2 separate regions of the Xenopus laevis genome follow, and region 2 is linked to region 1. Evidence: chromatin contacts called from public Hi-C data. All regions are on one chromosome and are shown on one strand. Each heading gives the region's core, a stretch centred on a gene start, on an enhancer-like site or on the middle of the called end of the contact. The rest is flanking DNA. Distances are from core to core; before and after follow the strand shown.

Region 1 (3,923 bases), core at 1,119-3,618:
ATTCAAAAAGTTTTGCCTAGGGGCACCCCCCACTGAGATCTGGCCCTGGCCTCGGGGCAGCATAGGGGCCTGAAACACCCCTGGCAGGAAAGGCATGCAGACATGAGAAGAACACAGAACCTCTTTGCAGGCGGTAAATTGGTTAAAACAAACCTTGTACCCCAACGCTACAAGGCTCTATTCTATACACTATGCCATCTTGCTGCATATATATTTATTTCCCTATCTTCATTTTTATTATGCTCGCTCCCAGATAAAGACTCTCCCTTTTTTTATTTGCATTGGTTTTTTTTCCAGAAAGAGATGCACCTGATCATGAGATGACTGTCACCTTATTATTATCATAATACAGGTATGGGATCTGTTATCCAGAGTGCTCAGGAGCTGGGGTTTTCTGGATAACAGACATATCTGTAATTTGGATCTTCATACTTTAAGTTTACTTAAAAAAATCTTTTAAATATTTAATAAACGCAATAGGCTGGTTTTGCTTCCAATAATGATTAATTATATCTTAGTTAGGATCATGTACAATGTACTGTTTACCTTGAGGTGGGCAATATCGGGCTGATCCGATCGAGGGCCCTAGGGCCCAACGATCGGATCCTAGCGAACGCGAATGGGCGGTCGGATCGCGGGACCGCATCAATGAACAGATGCGGCCGCGATCCGACGGTATTTTTAGTCCCATCCGATCGAGATCTGGCCGACTTTCGGCCAGATCTCGATCGGGGAAGCCCATCGGGGGCCCCCATACACGGGCCAATAAGCTGCCGACTCGGTCTGTCGGCCACCTTTAAACCCTAAAAACAAATGTGGGTAGAAATGCAAACGTTTACATTCTGAACTTATTGCACCATCCTAAAGTTTTAGAATCTTTATAACAATAGTGATTTAGGTCTTCAAAGTTGTGCCACCAGAGGGGCCACCAGTGGGCTCTGAGCAGCTGTTGAGAAGCTAAGCTTAGGGGATGTTGCAAATAATGAAGCAAAAAATAAATGAGGTTCACATCTGAGTTTAATACTAATCAGCCTTGTAGTGTAAGATTTATATGCTATAAACACAGTATCATGTGTGTCATTCCTTAAGCTCAGGTAAGTGACAACAACAGAGCATGTGCAGTGAACCAGCAGAAAATAAGATGGGGAGCTACTGGGGCATCTTTGGAGGCACATATCTGCATTGTTGTGGTTGCCTTGGGCTGGTACAGAAGCCCAAAACATAATGTGCAGCATTTCTAGCCTACTTCTATGTTCATCTTTACTTTTCCTTTAAATCAATTTACTTCAAACACTTGCATTTGTATCAAATGGTTCCTCGAGTGACTCTCCTTATTGAAATAATTAATTTTCATCTTTTATTGTTGAGACTTAGCTGAATATGCTGCAATGGCATTAATTATATCAAGGGGTTACGTTGATGATTCCCCACTTTAATTTATGTGATTTTGTGAGTGACATTGCAGCTCTTGGGGGGCAATGTCACGGAGAGCAGAACCATAAGAGGCAATGGACTCCTCCCAGGCCCAGACTGGCAATCTGTGGGTTCTGGCAAATGCCAGAGGGGCTGCTATAAGGTGCCATAGAAAGTCAGTATTTAGTGGGCTGGTGGGGGCTGTTTGGGCCTCTGTGTACCTGAAATGCCAGGGCCTATTTTGATTCTCAGTCCGGACCTGACTCTCCTCCCTACAGATTTAACTACGTGAGAGTCAGTCAGTGAGAATGGGAACAGGGTAGTGATGTGCGGGCCGGCCCGAAGCCCACAGAAAGGCCAGCAACAGGCAGGCTGTGGAAGTTTGGTCAGACAGGCAGGATCAGCTACCAGAAGATCATACAAAGAAACAGGCTTAGTAATTCAGCTCAGACAAAAGATCATTTAGAAAGGAATTGCTGCGCCTGGCATCCTTTAAATGGCTTTGCACATGCATTTGGGGCAGGGCACCAGAACTGGTAGAGCATGCGTCAGAAACGTCGTGGAGTGCATCGGAACAGCACAATATGCTTTTCACTATATGTTCACTATATTTTCCAGCTGTTGGCACATGTATTAATAATGTATTCCTTAACCTTTTTCTTAGGAGACTCTAATTAAGTTTTGGAATCAATTTTACACACCTGTCCCAAGCACCATTTAGGAACCTAATTTTAATTACCTATTGTTAGAAAATTAAGAGCACTGTGCTAATGAGACCAGTTGAAAGACTCTAACTAGTTACCAGGGGCAGCAAAAAGCCACTCCTTGTAACTTTCAGAGCTGAATTTCCAGTTTTTAAACCGGAAATTCAGTTATTCTAGTATAAGAGAGAACAATTGTGCTCTCTGCATTAGCATTGTGGCCCTCCTGGACCCCTGTGGGGCAGGAAAGGTAAGCACTGGGGGGGGGGGGGTTAGCGAGGGGGGCGCATTGCAGGAGCAGCTTGGAGACTTACAGTATACAGCAAGGGGACCTAAAAGTTAAAGGTGGACTAAAGCTTAATAGAAAAAACAGGGGTTGTGGGAGCACTCCAAGGTTAAAGGAACAGTAACATCAAAAAATAAAAGTGTTTTAAAGTAATGAAAATATAATGCAGTGTTGCCCTGCACTGGTAAAACTGATGTGTTTGGGTCAGAAACTCTACTATTGTTTATATAAATAAGCTGCTGTGTAGTTTCAATTTCCGCCATTGCTCCACAGCAGCTTGTTTATATGAACTATAGTAGTGTTTCTGATGCAAACCGATCAGTTTTACCAGTGCAGGGCAACAGTACATGATATTTCATTACTTTAAAACACTTACATTTTTTGGTGTTACTGTTCCTTTAATTCTCCTTTTAGTGCAGGTATCTCCAAATCTTCCCCATCCAGCTGAGCACCTTCTATAATCTTTATGTTGACTTCTTTATGTATTGTTATGGCAAGAAATCGGAGTAGCTCCTTGCTTCTTTTCTGGGAGCCTTTTTCATTTGCTTTGTGTTCCGCTCAGAGTCTCCACTGAAGGTTTCTAAAAGTTGACCCTGTCTATGCTGCCATTAATATACAGGTCCATATACATTGAATATATATGTATATAATACACAAAAGCCATGAATATCCTGTAAATGGTATCCTTATAAATGGTGCTTAGTGATGTCATCGGTTATAATCAGAGCTTAGTGATGCCACATGACCTGTGTATTATAATAAATAAAGTACCCCCTGTTGTAAAATATGAGGATATTAGAAATCACCTCAGAGTTCCATGACCTGTATAAAAACACTCAGCCTCATGATTTTATATGGTCTTGGAACTCCTCTGTAACTTATAATATCCTTATATTTTACTGGAGGGGGTACTTTATTCACTATGTATAATACAGGCAATGAGTTTGACTTCTCCCTAGCTGTGCTATTATTGGGGGACAATTATAAGGTAGGGAAGACGTGAAATTTGCAAGGACACCCAGCATTACATTGTCCCTTTGGAACAAATCGTAGATATAATTTCAAGTTATATTCTGTAAACTTGTTAAATACTTTGCAGCCTGTGGCCCTCCTGCCATTGTCAGGGTCGGACTGGACCGTCGGGACACTGGGAAAAAACCCAGTGGGCCCCGCCAGCCCAGATCCGCTCCTACCTGCTTGCCACTCTGCGCTTCGTGGTCTCTCCCCGCCCTGACGATGCAAGGATACCAGGGACTCGCTGGTCAAATCAGGGAGGGAGGTGGCTAGAGGAGGGTTGTGGGCGGATGGTGAGGAGGCCTTAAAGGGATACTGTCATGGGAAAATTTTTTTTTTTCAAAATGAATCAGTTAATAGTGCTGCTCCAGCAGAATTCTGCACTGAAATCCATTTCTCAAAAGAGCAAACAGATTTTGTTATATTTAATTTTAAAATCTGACATGGGGCTAGACATTTTGTCAATTTCCCAGCTGCCCCAAGTCATGTGACGTGTGCCTGCACTTCAG
Region 2 (3,449 bases), core at 473-2,972, 160 kb after region 1:
CTTTGTGCTCAGCTGGTAGATTGAAGTCAGCAAATAATGAAAATAATGGGAAAACAAAGATGTGGTTAAAGGTTATAGATGCTGAGAGAGTATAAAGTTTGTAATGAAGGCCTTTTTACTCAAGTCTGGTAACAGAATTCTCTTCTTGAAATGCAAATAAGGGCTATCTTGCCTAGCAGCTGGTCACCTCCTGATTGTAGGTTATACCAAGGGCTGGCATATGGGTGTGTCTAGTATCTGGTCAATGCTACAGTGTGGGTTAGACTGAGAGCTGGCATATGGGTGCTTCTAGCAGCTGGTTTACACTAGAGGGTGGGTTAGACTGAGAGCTGGCATATGGGTGCTTCTAGCAGCTGGTTTACACTAGAGGGTGGGTTAGACTGAGAGCTGGCATATGGGTGCTTCTAGCAGCTGGTCAACACTACAATGTGGATCAGACTAAGAGCTGGCATCGTCTTTCTTTGTTTCTGAAAACAGAAAAATGTGTGTTATTATTATGTGAGCAAATTCAGTAAATATAAGCCGAAGCTAAAAAGTATCTAATTTTAGACTTGAAATCACTGTAAGGGGCAGATTTATCAAGGGTCGAATTTCGAAGTGGAAAATACTTCGAAATTCGACCATCGAATAGAATCCTCCGACATTCGAATTCGAAGTCTAAGGATTTTATTCATCGTACAATCGTATTCTGACCATAGTACGATCGTACTCTGATTGTACTTCGAATCGTACGATTCGAACGATTTTATCGTACGATTTTCCTTCGAATATAAAAAACGTAGAAAATTGCTCTGGAAGGTCCTCATAGGCTAACATAGCACTTCGGCAGGTTTAAGTAGGCGAAGTATTGAAGTCGAAGTTTTTTTAAAGAGAAGTGGAAAATACTTCGAAATTCGACCATCGAATAGAATCCTCCGACATTCGAATTCGAAGTCTAAGGATTTTATTCATCGTACAATCGTATTCTGATCATAGTACGATCGTACTCTGATTGTACTTCGAATCGTACGATTCGAACGATTTTATCGTACGATTTTCCTTCGAATATAAAAAACGTAGAAAATTGCTCTGGAAGGTCCTCATAGGCTAACATAGCACTTCGGCAGGTTTAAGTAGGCGAAGTATTGAAGTCGAAGTTTTTTTAAAGAGACAGTACTTAGATTATCGAATGGTCGAATAGTCGAATGATTTTAACTTCGAATCGAAGTCGAAGTAAATTCGAAGTCGTAGTAACCTATTCGATGGTCGAAGTATTCAATAAATTACTGAGAATTTCGAATTTTTTAACTTCAAAAATTCCCTCGATTCACTTTGACCCTTGATAAATCTGCCCCTAAGTGTATCATGAACATACATTTCTTGCAACCAAATGCTTCACGCTGCATACGCCTGGCACAGGACAAGAGGCAGGGGATGGAAAGGACTATGGAGTCACTGAAACATCCTGACAGGGTAAAAAAGAAAATAAGGAAAGACGTGATGGGAAAGGAAAATAATAATAATAAGGCAGTGCCGAAGAGGAAAGCAGAATGGTATAATAACTAAGAAGGGATAAAGGAAGCGAGTGGCAAGAGGGGTAGGACATAATATTTAGCAGAGTAGATTTCAGGTATGACTATTCACTGTACATGCAGCAACCCTACCCAAGTGTAAAAACGTGTAACACATTCCATTCAGTTTCCCAGGCAGCGTGACTGTCACAAGTAGGAAAGTTGAAATACTTCTGCTTCAGTAATAGAGTCTGTAATGTGAGTAATTCAATGCTGGGAGCAAAAATGCAATGACAGTAGCCTGTAACATTCCACTGGAATATACTCACGCATCTTGCATGTCAGGATTTTAGCACCACAATTGTAGTTCATTGGGTGGTATTTGGTTAACTGTGTATTGTAATCTAATACAATACTAATATATTTAGCTGTAAATACTGTAGGAATGCAACAATCCTATTAAAATTGTTTTTCAAAAGGGCGTGTTTATAACCATGTGAAATTAAACCTTTGTCTATGTGTTAATGTAACAGTAAAGATGTTTTTATATAGCGGTGGTTTTTTTTCAAGAAACACCAAAATTGTATAGGTATGGGACCTTTTATCCAGAATGCAGTGTAATTGGGTAAGAACTTGCCAAACTCAACAAATTTTGCTCAGCAGGCTAAAACATTCCATCCAGTGGTGACCATATCAGCACATTGATCCTGTCCTCTCCCAATGGACCTGCTTAGGCATCCATTGTCATCTGATAATTGGCCTCAGAGCCATGCGATTGAATCAGCTCAATTTGGCCCAGAATGTTGGTGGTTTCGTGACCTTGCCAATTGTGAAGATCTTAGTGTGTCTGGTCAAGCTTGTTCCCTGGCAGAGATACATTATCCAGTTTTGAGTACCCCGTGGTTCAGTGCTGCTGAACACAGATATCTGCTGAAAACAACAAATCAGTCAGTGGCCACTAGATCATCCACAGCCTTGGGCAACCAGCAGCAGTTTGGTCTTTTACTATTGTTTCAACCGATTATTGTTTGCAGTTGCGTCCATTGATACAACCCATTATTGTTGGGTCTGCAGTTGGGTCTCATGTCTATTTTTACAACCTATATTGTTGTATTTGCAGTTGGGTCTGCTACTCTGGTTGTTATAACCCACTATAGTTGGGTTTAAGTTGGGTCTGCTACCCCATTATTGTTGCATTTGCAGTTATGTCTAATACCCCTTTTGTTACAATCCATTATTGTTGTGTTTGCAATTGCATGTCCTAAGCCTATTGTTACAACCCATTATTGTTGCATTTGCAGTTGTGCCTTGTACCCCTCTTGCAACAACCCATTGTTGTTGTATTTGCAGTTGGGTATCCTGGCCCTATTGTTATAACTCATTATTCCTTGGTTTGCAGATGGGTCTACTACCCATTTACAACCATTGTTGTTTTTTTTGTAGCCGTGTTTCCAAAACCCTATTGTTACAAAACCAGTATTATTGTGTTTGCAGTTGGATCACCTACCCCTATTGCTACAACCCATTGTTGTTGCAGCTGAAGTCTCACCCATATTATTATGAAATGTTGTATATTTCTTGATCTAATGCTGAATGGAAATTCATGCAAGTTGCATATGGCAAAACACTAAATACAGTGGGTCATACCAGATATAAGAAGAGTAAAGAATAAGAGACTAGAGTCTCTCCAGTGATCCTTAGGAATTTTTACTCTGGTACTATGGAATTTGTCTTGAAACATAACATCTACAAATACAAGAGGTCCTCTGCACTCAACCCATTATAAATACATGAAGGACACTGAGACATTTTGTGCCTTAAGCTACTTAATAATGCCTTCACCTTTAAACAAAACAGGGATTGTAATATATTTGTGGATTCTTCACAGGCAGAGAATCCATGACCCTGCTGCTCCCCTTGTTCTGAAGGCACAGGGCGAATTTCAGTGCAAAATGTTGC

Evidence for each region. Hi-C and Micro-C count contacts between places; a contact is called where the count stands out from the background.
Region 2: a Hi-C map of the XTC cell line shows a contact between it and region 1, with 4 times the contacts expected there. The contact joins two enhancer-like sites. A contact is called at or near these places in 2 of 4 Hi-C or Micro-C datasets (the XL177 cell line and the XTC cell line).

What each region holds. Positions count from the first base shown.
Region 1 is chr8L:95,986,118-95,990,040 of Xenopus_laevis_v10.1, forward strand. No RefSeq gene overlaps it. Among protein-coding and RNA genes, the nearest start is that of tmem260.L, 55 kb to the left of the region's middle. Within about 2 kb of position 2,369, at least 2 of the 7 cell types and tissues checked have an H3K27ac peak or open chromatin away from gene starts, as enhancers often do.
Region 2 is chr8L:96,148,744-96,152,192 of Xenopus_laevis_v10.1, forward strand. No RefSeq gene overlaps it. Among protein-coding and RNA genes, the nearest start is that of peli2.L, 95 kb to the left of the region's middle. Within about 2 kb of position 1,723, at least 1 of the 7 cell types and tissues checked has an H3K27ac peak or open chromatin away from gene starts, as enhancers often do.